Regions from separate parts of the Arabidopsis thaliana genome. Here region 2 is linked to region 1. Evidence: chromatin contacts called from public ChIA-PET data. All regions are on one chromosome and are shown on one strand. Each heading gives the region's core, a stretch centred on a gene start, on an enhancer-like site or on the middle of the called end of the contact. The rest is flanking DNA. Distances are from core to core; before and after follow the strand shown. Region 1 holds the start of AT3G53390 (Transducin/WD40 repeat-like superfamily protein). Region 2 holds the start of AT3G53490 (valine-tRNA ligase).

Evidence for each region. ChIA-PET counts read pairs in DNA pulled down with a chosen protein or histone mark.
Region 2: a contact with region 1 is called in an H3K4me3 ChIA-PET map of shoot, with 10 read pairs. The contact joins the promoter of AT3G53490 here to the promoter of AT3G53390 in region 1. A contact is called at or near these places in 2 of 26 Hi-C or Micro-C datasets (leaf and shoot) and 1 of 2 datasets of contacts at active chromatin or transcription factors (shoot).

The regions. Positions count from the first base shown.
Region 1 is chr3:19,788,838-19,794,653 of TAIR10.1, reverse strand. It overlaps AT3G53390 (Transducin/WD40 repeat-like superfamily protein), which reads right to left and starts at 2,188. Exons shown (of 11, transcript NM_115199.3): 1 at 1,691-2,188; 2 at 1,163-1,480; 3 at 951-1,059; 4 at 769-862; 5 at 232-319; 6 at 54-137. The coding sequence starts at 1,873. It overlaps AT3G53380 (Concanavalin A-like lectin protein kinase family protein), which reads left to right and starts at 2,959. Exons shown (of 1, transcript NM_115198.4): 1 at 2,959-5,616. The coding sequence starts at 3,303. The coding sequence ends at 5,450. AT3G53370 (S1FA-like DNA-binding protein) reads left to right here and starts at 5,747. Exons shown (of 2, transcript NM_115197.3): 1 at 5,747-5,816.
Region 2 is chr3:19,828,914-19,834,729 of TAIR10.1, reverse strand. AT3G53490 (valine-tRNA ligase) reads right to left here and starts at 2,282. Exons shown (of 4, transcript NM_115209.4): 1 at 1,986-2,282; 2 at 1,686-1,861; 3 at 1,120-1,312; 4 at 426-935. The coding sequence starts at 2,064. The coding sequence ends at 706. ABCG37 (pleiotropic drug resistance 9) reads right to left here. Exons shown (of 23, transcript NM_115208.4): 15 at 5,614-5,742; 16 at 5,469-5,542; 17 at 5,042-5,374; 18 at 4,668-4,958; 19 at 4,491-4,574; 20 at 4,271-4,404; 21 at 3,957-4,184; 22 at 3,446-3,872; 23 at 2,850-3,352. The coding sequence ends at 3,086. RS2Z32 (RNA-binding (RRM/RBD/RNP motifs) family protein with retrovirus zinc finger-like domain-containing protein) reads left to right here. Exons shown (of 7, transcript NM_115210.6): 7 at 1-490. The coding sequence ends at 173.

The sequences.
Region 1 (5,816 bases), core at 939-3,438:
GTGCTTCCCGCACCTATATAAGGATCAATTGAAATGGTTGCATACTCACATACCTTGCTATATTTTGCCTTGTCAACTGAAAATTGTGTAGGATCTCTTATAGCAGGAAATGTTGATTCAGTGGCACCATCTTTGTTCTATTAAGTTAAATTAATCAGGATCAGGGATTAGACAAAATCAGGCAACTTAAAAGTCATATGCAAGAAAACAAATTCTGATATCTGAGCTTGCCTTCTCATACACATACAAATTGCCATCGGCATGAGCAACGACAAATGCTCCATCACCTCCAGGCACCCAAGAAATACTAGTGCAACGACTGTTACAAAGCAACAAACTTTATTTTAAACTTAGAGAAGGCAAGAGTCATGACGCCAAAATTGATTCATGTTTCAACTTAACCTACTTAAAAACGAACTCCTCTAAGGAAACATACTGTTCTGTTATAATTTAACTAATCTACTGTCACTGAGAGTTTCCTAGAACACAATCTATTACAATGACAGAAACTTATATAAATTTGTTACGCTGACATAAATACTAGCACAAGCACAAACGAAGAACACATAGAGATCCTTAGACAAAGTAAATGTGAAGTATTGTGAACCAGTGGAATCAATTCTTCAAGTTTCACTAGCTCAATCCAAGACATGAAAGCGGAATCACTTGAACCAGTGGAATCAATTCTTCAAGTTTCACTAACAAATAATAGTAAAGGAAAAAGATGGAAGGAAAATTAAAGATACACGGAAAAAGATAAACTCTTGCCTGTTATTCACAGAACCGTCCTTGTTATAATGCAGAGCACCAACTAGCTTCTTAGAGACGTCCTGTAACTGCTGTCTCAGTGATACTGTGTACACTACAATAACACATCATAACAAAATAAATCCATGAGACAAGGCATCTAGATCAGCGGTGAAAACGGTAAGCTCAAATTTCTACATTACCATCCCCAGAATTCAGCCCAATAAGTAAGTCATGCCCATCCTTAGCATCCGGATCAAAAGCATGACACATAGGGTTTGAATTACTGAAATGGATAGACTTTACTGGATCCTACATCAAAGAAGTTTCCTAAACCATTACTTCCAAAACAAAACAAAAAACAGAACATTACAGCCAAATCACTAAAAGGAAAACAAAGAAAAGAAGAAATTACCTTTTCTTGTGAGTTCAAGTCACAGATAAAAATAGCATCACTCACATTGAAGACCAAGTAAGTTCCTTTCCCATCAAAATTCGTATTTGTCATCGAAGTATTAGAATTAGAAGCAGCGAAGGAGCCACTAATTCTTGAACTTGTACTCACACTTTTACCGCCACCATTACCTCCAACAAAACTAAGCGCACGGCTCCCATTTCCAGTTCCTAGCAACCTCGCTGTTGCTGAACGAAACCCGCTACTAGCACTATAACCCGACGAAGTACCAGTTGGAGTCGAAGGAGCAGCTCTTTCCTTAAGCTGAGCTATAGTTACCTGAAAACGAAAATTTCCAAATTCCATCATTGGAAAGCAATGCTATTCAAATCGATTGATCAGCTAACCAACTAGTGCATCAAAATGCAAAATTTCACTAACAAAAATTTAACCATCGATACTAATTCTCTGAAATTGCCGATTTGAATGATTAGAAATCCTAATGACGAATCAAACTATTAAACCCAAATATAAAAATTTGATCTTTACCTGAGTAACAGTTTTGCCATGTGCGTAATGAAGGAGACCAGAGGAATGCGTTTTCTCGTAGTGAAGCTTATACTTCCCTTCAGGCGTCTTGAAATAAGTCTTAATTCCCGGCGACTGAGGATTCGCCGCCGGTGAAGACGACGAAGATGGCGCTGATATCATTCCATTAGAAGTGTTCATCATAGTGTTTGCTTGCTACTCTTCTTCGTCTTCTCTAATCGTCGACTCAAAAAGCATATATGTGATCACGATTTACACAACACCTAGGGTTTGTTATCTCTCACCCAAAATCGAAACCCAGAAATTTTTCACTTTTTCTTCTTCTTCTTCCTCTCTTCTTCGATGCAAAATCGAGTAAAGTCTCGACGAAGAATCAAAAACTTCTCTTCTTCTGAGGTCTCTAATGGCTTACCGAATCAAAAGGGGTTATTATGATGCAACTACTTGTTTCTCGCAACATATTATGATTATCAAAGCTTTGACTCGGAAGCTTTTAAAAAGTCATTGCAATCAACGGTGAAGATTCTCGTAAGAAAGATTTTAACGGATGGTGATCAGATGGGTCGGGTTGGTTATTTCGGTTTCGGGTTTTTTAATAATCAAGATACACGCATAGATCACGTGGGTTGACGTCATAGACCAATTCAGGCCCACTTTCAAGCCCATTATGTATCAATTGATGACCAATGAAGTAACGGCCTTTCAGCTTAGAAACTAAAGTAGTTTTCTTCATAATAGGCCTAGCATTCAAGTTTTTTTTTGGATTATTTTTGTGAAAGCAGGCCTTAAATCAAATTATCCAAATATGGAATTGGTTTTGGTTCAGTGTACATGACATAAATGTATTTTCTTTAATGTGATTTGATTCTAGAAGACGAGTTATTACCGGTCGAAAAGAAAAAGAAAAAAAACAGACGAGTTATTACCGTTTTAGTTAAAATAAAACTTGGTATAGTTCACTTAGAAGAAATTCAGTTTTGTTTGGTTAACATCAGTTTTAATTCGAACCCCATCCCATCCATAATTTGATTTGATGAGGTTTTATTCTCACCCCTAATTGATGTCTTGGAAACTCTAGAGAATCCAGTGACGATGATTTGTGTTAATGTTCTTGGTACGACAATTAGCCAAAAAGTTTTGGATACTTTTTTCTGGTGCGTCTTTTACCTTTCAACCAACGACCACGACCACGACAAGAATAAATAAAGAAAGATGATAAGTGCTACGACCGTTACATGCATGTAGTTATTTGTTAGACGTGAGAAAATCAGAACAACAAAAGTCACTTCGATACATCATAACATTTTCTCCATAGAAAAAAAAAACTTTCAGACAAAAAGACATATAGCCGTTGGAAAAACCCACGTGGCGTTACACATCTCTCTATCCACTTGTCTGACTTCATTCGTTGTCGCTTTGGATTCTCTTTTGCTCTCTCCATATTATTCTTTGTCTCTTCCTCTGCTTTACTTTACTCCAAGCAAAGTATTGCCCCAATACACTACCCGTGACTTTCATCAAATCTCTCTTTCTCAATCTCTCAAATTAAGATTCTTTCTTCTTCTTCTCCAATGGCCCTTCTCTGAAAAAACATTTCTTCAACTGATCATTAATGTCTCTCTTTCTCTCCTTCTTCATTTCAATCTTGCTCTGTTTCTTCAATGGAGCTACGACGACACAGTTTGATTTCTCCACGCTAGCCATAAGCAACCTCAAACTCCTCGGTGATGCACGTTTAAGCAATGGAATCGTTGGCCTCACACGTGACCTCTCTGTACCTAATTCCGGCGCCGGAAAAGTCTTATACTCTAACCCAATCAGATTCCGACAACCTGGAACTCACTTTCCGACAAGCTTCTCTTCTTTTTTCTCCTTCTCTATAACCAATGTCAACCCTTCTTCCATCGGCGGTGGTCTCGCTTTCGTCATCTCTCCCGACGCAAACTCAATCGGCATCGCTGGTGGCTCTCTTGGTCTAACCGGTCCAAACGGTTCCGGTTCAAAATTTGTCGCCGTCGAATTCGATACTTTAATGGATGTAGATTTCAAGGACATTAACAGTAACCATGTTGGATTCGACGTAAATGGCGTAGTTTCCTCTGTTTCCGGTGATCTTGGCACCGTAAACATCGATCTCAAGAGCGGCAACACCATCAATTCATGGATCGAATACGACGGATTGACTCGGGTCTTCAACGTATCAGTCTCTTACTCAAATCTGAAACCGAAAGTTCCAATTTTGTCTTTCCCTCTCGATTTAGATCGATACGTGAACGATTTCATGTTCGTTGGATTCTCCGGGTCAACTCAGGGAAGTACAGAGATTCACAGTATCGAATGGTGGAGCTTCAGTTCATCATTCGGGTCGAGTCTCGGATCCGGATCCGGGTCACCTCCTCCTCGGGCTAATTTGATGAATCCGAAAGCTAATTCGGTGAAATCTCCGCCGCCGTTGGCGTCACAACCGTCGTCTTCAGCGATTCCGATCTCAAGCAACACTCAATTAAAAACTTCGTCGTCGTCGTCTTGCCACAGCCGTTTCTGCAAAGAGAATCCCGGAACAATCGCCGGAGTAGTAACCGCCGGAGCTTTCTTCTTAGCACTATTCGCCGGAGCTTTATTCTGGGTTTACTCCAAAAAGTTCAAACGTGTCGAGAGATCTGATTCATTCGCATCTGAAATCATCAAAGCTCCGAAAGAGTTCAGCTATAAAGAACTCAAAGCCGGCACAAAGAACTTCAACGAGAGTCGTATCATCGGACATGGAGCCTTCGGAGTCGTATACAGAGGAATATTACCGGAGACCGGAGACATCGTCGCCGTCAAACGATGCAGCCATAGCTCACAAGACAAAAAGAACGAGTTTTTATCTGAACTATCAATAATCGGAAGCTTAAGACACAGAAACCTCGTGAGATTACAAGGATGGTGTCACGAGAAAGGTGAGATTTTGTTAGTCTACGATCTAATGCCTAATGGTTCGCTTGATAAAGCTTTGTTTGAGTCACGATTCACGTTACCGTGGGATCATCGGAAAAAGATCTTGCTTGGTGTTGCATCTGCTTTAGCTTATTTACATAGAGAGTGTGAGAATCAGGTGATTCATAGAGATGTTAAGAGTAGTAATATAATGTTAGATGAGAGTTTTAATGCCAAGCTTGGAGATTTCGGATTGGCGAGACAGATTGAGCATGATAAGTCGCCGGAAGCAACTGTTGCCGCCGGGACGATGGGATATTTAGCGCCGGAGTATCTTCTGACGGGTCGTGCTTCGGAGAAGACGGATGTGTTTAGTTACGGAGCGGTGGTTTTGGAAGTGGTTAGTGGAAGAAGACCGATTGAGAAGGACTTAAATGTGCAAAGACATAATGTTGGGGTGAATCCGAATTTAGTAGAATGGGTGTGGGGTTTGTATAAAGAAGGGAAAGTTTCTGCAGCTGCTGATTCTAGGCTTGAAGGTAAGTTTGATGAAGGTGAGATGTGGCGGGTCTTGGTTGTGGGCTTGGCTTGTTCGCATCCGGATCCAGCATTTAGGCCCACTATGAGGTCAGTGGTGCAAATGCTGATTGGTGAGGCTGATGTACCGGTTGTGCCTAAGTCTAGACCCACCATGAGTTTTAGCACTTCGCATTTGTTGCTGAGTTTGCAAGATACTCTCTCTGATTGTAATACCGTGGCTTTGAACTCTAGTCGATCGTCTTCGTGGTCGGTGCCCGAACATAACGTTATCATTCGAAGCGACGATGACCATTTGGTATAGATATATTGGAGTTGAACCAAACAGATGTGTTTTGTGTGTTTGATTATTTGATTTTTGTAATATTCAATTCATTTTTGTTATTTCAATGTATGTAAGATAAGAACACAAAATTGGTTTCTTAGAAAGCCATTAAAACATCGGGACAAACCAATCCATACCCAAGCTGAACTAAAACCAGATCAAACAACCTTAGTTTTGGTAGATATAATACGGGCCTAACCTAGCAAAACAAAAGATACGGATTGAAATCGAAATACCTAAAAAGTAAGGGGTCCAAAATAATATTTATGGATTAGTGAAAGTGGCGATGTAGTGGATAAAACACGTGTGTATATTATCTCTGTGTGAGTTTGTTTGCGTCTTATT
Region 2 (5,816 bases), core at 1,033-3,532, 40 kb before region 1:
GTGGATCAGACTATGATGGTAGCCCAAAAGAGAATGGTAATGGCAGGAACTCTGCGAGTCCCATTGTTGGAGGTGGTGAAAGTCCTGTTGGACTTAATGGTCAAGACAGGAGCCCGATTGATGATGAGGCTGAGCTTAGCCGTCCTTCCCCTAAAGGCAGTGAGTCACCTTGATGGTTCACAGGTTAAAAGCTCTATGTAGCATTCTGTACTGAAGGATGTTGTTTCCTTTCCCTTTCTTTCTGCGTGATACTTTTCTTTTCGTTGCGTGACAATCCTGGATGTTACTTTGCCTTCTCTCTTGATGACTCTTGGTTTGTTTTCCGACAACTTTCAAACTCTGCGATGTTACTTTTCATTGTTTAGTAAGAATCATGCATTTATGAAATTCTCGCTTGTGGATCGTTTAGTAAAGAATAAAGCACCTCGTAATGTCTTTTTTGGCAAAAAAAAAATTTGGTAAGTAAAGGAAAAAGGATTTAACTATCGCAGTCTGGGTTTCTTTTAGCCTCTTTAATTGTTAAACAGTTATGACAAAAGAAATAACAACATTGACTTTTCTTTGGATGAAGCAACTGCTTGTATGTATCATTGTACCCCTTTCCTCTCTATGTCCGACAAAAACAAAAATGCTTGTGAGGAGGATCAAGACGTTTTGTATGTATGTACATAAACTTTGAATTACTGTGGCACATTAAACTTGGCTTCATAGGGTATTTTCAAGGCCAAGTTCGTCCTCAATATCGTCACCATCTTCGAACAGCTTGAGAAACCGGGCCTGCTCTTGTTGCCGTTTCTTCTTTCTCCAATACTTGTAACCTACCAAGAGTCCCACCGCAACTACACCTAACAAGAGTACTACAATCAGTACCACAATTCCAGGATGCATTCCGCCCTTTTGTTCTTCCTTCTCGGTGCCTGATTCTTTATTCGAACCTGCCAAAAGAAAAAGAATGCATATGAATATGATAGTCCTAATCACAGAGAACAGATTCAAACTGAAGCTACAGCCAACAGAGATACATGTGAAAGAGATTCCGTTTATAGTTGAAACAGTATTCATGGCAAAACAGTAATAAATGACCCTAAAGCTCAAGATGTGTTGCTTGGTAAAACTCACCAGCTCCAACTTGTGAGCATCCATGGCAGAGAAAAGTAGCATTAAATTCTTTCTCTTTGAAGCGCTTGTAACTACCCTCTGCTGTGAAATCAGAAGGGCAAAGCTCCCATTCGTCAAATGTATCATATTTAAGAGGGTCGTCCTCATAGATTCCACATCTCTTGCATTTTGTTCCTTGAAGTTCGGTTAGTGGCTGAAAAAAAATCAAAAACAGAACAGAACATAGAGGTCAAAGACAGTGATAATAAATTGATGATCACCTTCAACATAAGACAACCTATTTGTTTGCACGTTAAGTAGATTTCACAGATGAAGAACCCCTCTACCATTTCGAAACTAAGATCTAAATTCTGGAGCAGATTCAGCAACCAAAACCATATCCCTAACACATTCCCAAAAAAATAAGTCAATCGCTAAGAACCAGAGTAAAGGCAGCTCTTTTTTTCCTGGTTTCAGATCAAAACCAAACCAAACCAAATTTCTAAATTCATGCTAGAGCTTTGAAATTCAACAACATAATCAAAACCAAATCATCTGAGCTACATTTCGGGAAACAAAAGACAAACCTGCCAAGATTCTTCGCCATTGAAAGAGTAAGAAACATTGGTTCTCTTCACATCAGGCAACACCGTCTTGTTCTCTCCTTTGCATTGGAAAAAGACTGTAGGCTTAGTCGAGAACCAATCGTGAGTCGTGAAAATCTGAACCGAATCTAATGTAACTTCTTGTGTTAGTATTGTTCCTGTTAGGGATCAAAACAATGAATCCTCGTCAATGATCATCTATTATTGCACGAGCAACAAAACACTTTCCCAATTCGAAAATGAAACTAAAATCACTCATCCTCAGAATTCTGTGATATTTACCTGGTAACGAGCTGAAGAAGATGAAACAGAGTAGGAAACCGCGAAAATCCCAAGAAGCTGACGGAATTTGGATTGACATCGCGATTCTCTCTCGAATCGCTCGATTGAATCCGATCAATGTATAATTAGGGATTTCGATTGACAGGAGAAGCTAAGTTGAAAACGATGCAGATCAGGAGGTGCTGTTGGATCTCGTCGAGCTTTTGGCTATGGAGTTGGAGAAATGCGTATTGATTCGTATACGAGGAGGAAGAAAGGAACAAACCGATCCTCTTGTGTTGACCGCTTTGGTTTTCTTATTTATATTCTCTAATTTATACTATGTCAACTATTCGAAAGATTTTATTTAATTTGCCAAACAGAAGTAATATTAAAATTTTAAACAAAAAGTAGTATATTTTGAATTTTTATACATAAATACATTATGATTTTATAATGATAATGAAATATTTAATCGTTTAATATAGATGTCTAAAAATAGATGTCTAAAATTTACAACAACAAAAAAAAACTAAAAAAAAAATATGTAATATCAGTTTAGAAATCTCTTTTGAGAAAAAAAGTTTCTAGAGATATATAATAAGAAATTAGAAGAGAACACAATTACCCAAGCATATTTCTAAATAATTCCTTTATATAACTTAAAAGTTATTTGTACAAATTATATAAAATGGAAAATGGTTTAATGTTATCTTTATAATTTATGCATGATTATTCATTTTAGTTTGTTACTTGTCACTCAAGTTAACTATTGCCCATTTTTCTTGATTTGAAGGTAAATTTTGATTACTGACTGTCTGTCGATATGGGTGGGCATAAATACATGGTATTTGTCCCGTATCCGTTACTTATCCTGTATTCGACTTGGAAAAACAAGTACTCGTCTTTGTCAAGACAAGTAATAAGTAATATAGTTTTGATACTTGCAAGATTTGGTTATTTGTTTTGCATAGACAATGCTTTGTTTACTTTCCTCAAAATCATATACATACCAAAAAGAAAAGTTATATGTTATATGTTTATTTTCACAAACAAAAATAAAAACCATTATTTTATTATTTTATTCTAAAATGATGATTGATGAAGACTAATTGGCATGATCATCTTCGTTGGAAGTTGAGTTTGCCCACGAAGAATGCAAACATAGAAGCTAAGGCAATGGGAAAAGCGATTTGAACAACCGCGGTAACCGCCAAAAGGTCATGATGAAATCCAAAATAGTCTTTCAAGAATCTTGCAACCGTCGTGGATTGTCCAAAGACATTGATCTCTTCATGAATATCGCCGTATTGGGACGAGATAAACCCGTTGAGTGTCCAAGACGTTGGTGTTAGATAATATAACCAAATCCACCACCCTGGTACTTGCTGCAATTTTCACAAACCAAAAGAATACATTACAAAACATTTTCTTCTTGGTAAAGATTCTTGTTCAAGAAACTAAAGGATGGGTGATCTTACCGTTTGGGGGATCAAAAACCCCGAAAAAAGGTTGAAACCAACATAAAAGAGCGATTGAAGAATCGCGGCAACCATGAAGTTTGGCGTGATGGAGACGAGGAACATCGCAAGGTAGTTGAAAGTGAGTAGTGAGCAAAACATAGAGTAGAGTGACCAAAAGACTTTGTAGGCTGAAGGATAGAAACCGATCATTGGATATGTTACGATCACAAACTCGGCAGCTTGTATGAATATATAAGGTATCTCAGTCACCACTTGACCCAATGCATAAGCAGTCGCTGAGTACATCCCTGCGAATCTTTCCCGGTACATAACATTTCTCTCTGTTTCGAAATATTGAAGAGCTGATGCACAATTGTTTATCCCTAAGAAGAGTACCAAACCGTAGATCGCTCCAAATACTGTGAACATACTCTGTTGAGTATCTCTACAAATGACAAAACACAACTCAAAATGTTAGCAAACTGGGATCTAAAGTGTCATATAAGAGGTATGTTCACTCTCCACTTACAGATTTTGGCCTTGTTTCCAGAAAAGTGCGCCGAAGATCAAAGAAGAGACTAAAGTGTGCATCATACGCATTAGGTTATAAGAAGGGCTTCTCCAATAAGACAAGTTCATTTTCCATAGAATAGATTTGAATTGTCCCCACCAGCTTTGTGCAAAGGTTCTCTTAAACTGTATATCACTTGATCCTGAATCTGGCTGGCTCAACTGTTTCACAAGCTCTGAGTTTCGCCTATAACAATCACACATGTTTTCATTACAACCACATTCTTAGAACAATAACAGTTATTAATGCATAGTTTAAAAGCTTTTACTCACTTGTAAAGAGCAGAGTCATGGTAGATTTTTGCGAAATCGACACCAAGTTCAATTTCTACCGACTGTGAACTAACATCAAGCATCCATGTTGCTGGATTGTGGTTGTCTTTTATTTTAGGAATTTCAGGAACACTCTGTTTTTCAATCCAATAAATAAAAGAAGTTAACATATCTTTGTAAAAACAATCATAGACTAAAAGTAAAATTTATGCAAATTTACCTCAAAATACTCGATAATGTGACGTGAATGTTGGCCTAATGGTCCTGTGTAGATCATGCGACCACCTCTTTTAAGAAGCACCAGCTGCAAATTCAAGTTTGGACTTGGTTTATAAGATAAAACAGTTTGGGGTCAAAATATAACAATTCAGTTTATTGAGCCAATTATGCAATTTACCTCGTCGAAGGCTTCAAAAATGTCGATACTAGGCTGATGAATAGTACAGACGATGGTTCGTCCAGTATCAGCGACGTTCTTCACAGCTCTCATAACAATGGCAGCTGCTCTTGCGTCTAGCCCCGTCGTTGGCTCATCCATAAATATAATCGACGGATTCGCCACCAACTCCACCGCAATCGTCAATCTCTTCCTTTGCTCCGTCGATAATCCACTAACTCCGGTGACTCCCACCAATGAATCTTTAATCTCATCTAATTCGATCGTCTCAAGCACTTGCTTCACGAATTTCTGTACAATTTTCAACGTTTCGTTACTTAAGCTTTTGATTTCGAGTAATGGAAGAGAAGAGAAGAGAGAAAACAGAGGTTTACGGTTTTTGTTGTGGCATCGATCTCAGGAGCTAGACGAAGCCAAGCCGAGTAGATTACGGATTCTTCTACAGTGATGTTTGGTGAGTGAATATCTGTTTGTTCACAGTAGCCTGAGACTCTAGCGAATGTTTCTTGGACTTTAGGGAAGCCACTGATTCTAATGTCTCCTTCGATGTATCCGCTTGTTTTCCTTCCGGCTAGAACGTCGAGAAGAGTGGTTTTTCCAGCTCCACTCACTCCCATTAGTGCCGTTAGGATTCCGGGACGGAAAGCTCCTGTGATATCTGAGAGAAGTTGTAGTTTCTTCTGATCATATCCTTGGTCTCTCATCTCCTGAGATCATCATCATTGGAATATTAAAGAATAAGTGAGAGCCGTGGCGATAGTCTTGAGATATGGTTTATAGTTTGAGTTATGATAGCTTTACCACTGGCATGTCAACGAAATAGTTCAAGTCTTGAAATGTTACAGTGAGAGGCTTGAATGGTAAGACCATTTTGTCTGTGTCAGCAGAAAGTGTTAGTGGGAGAAAAAAAATAGAGATGTGAGAAGAGAGTCAACAAAGTTTTCACCTTCTTCTTCGGTCTTTACAGGGGAGTCTGTGGTCTTTTTCCTGACAGAAGAATCTTCTGTTGACTTTTCTGTTCCTTGCAGCTCAGAGAGTTTGTCTTGCGAAATCATGGCTCGAGATGATGTGGGTGCTGTGATTTGGTAAAGGCTGTCTAAGTATGTGGCGACTGTGTTTTGAAAGAATATACATTTACTTTTAGTAGAT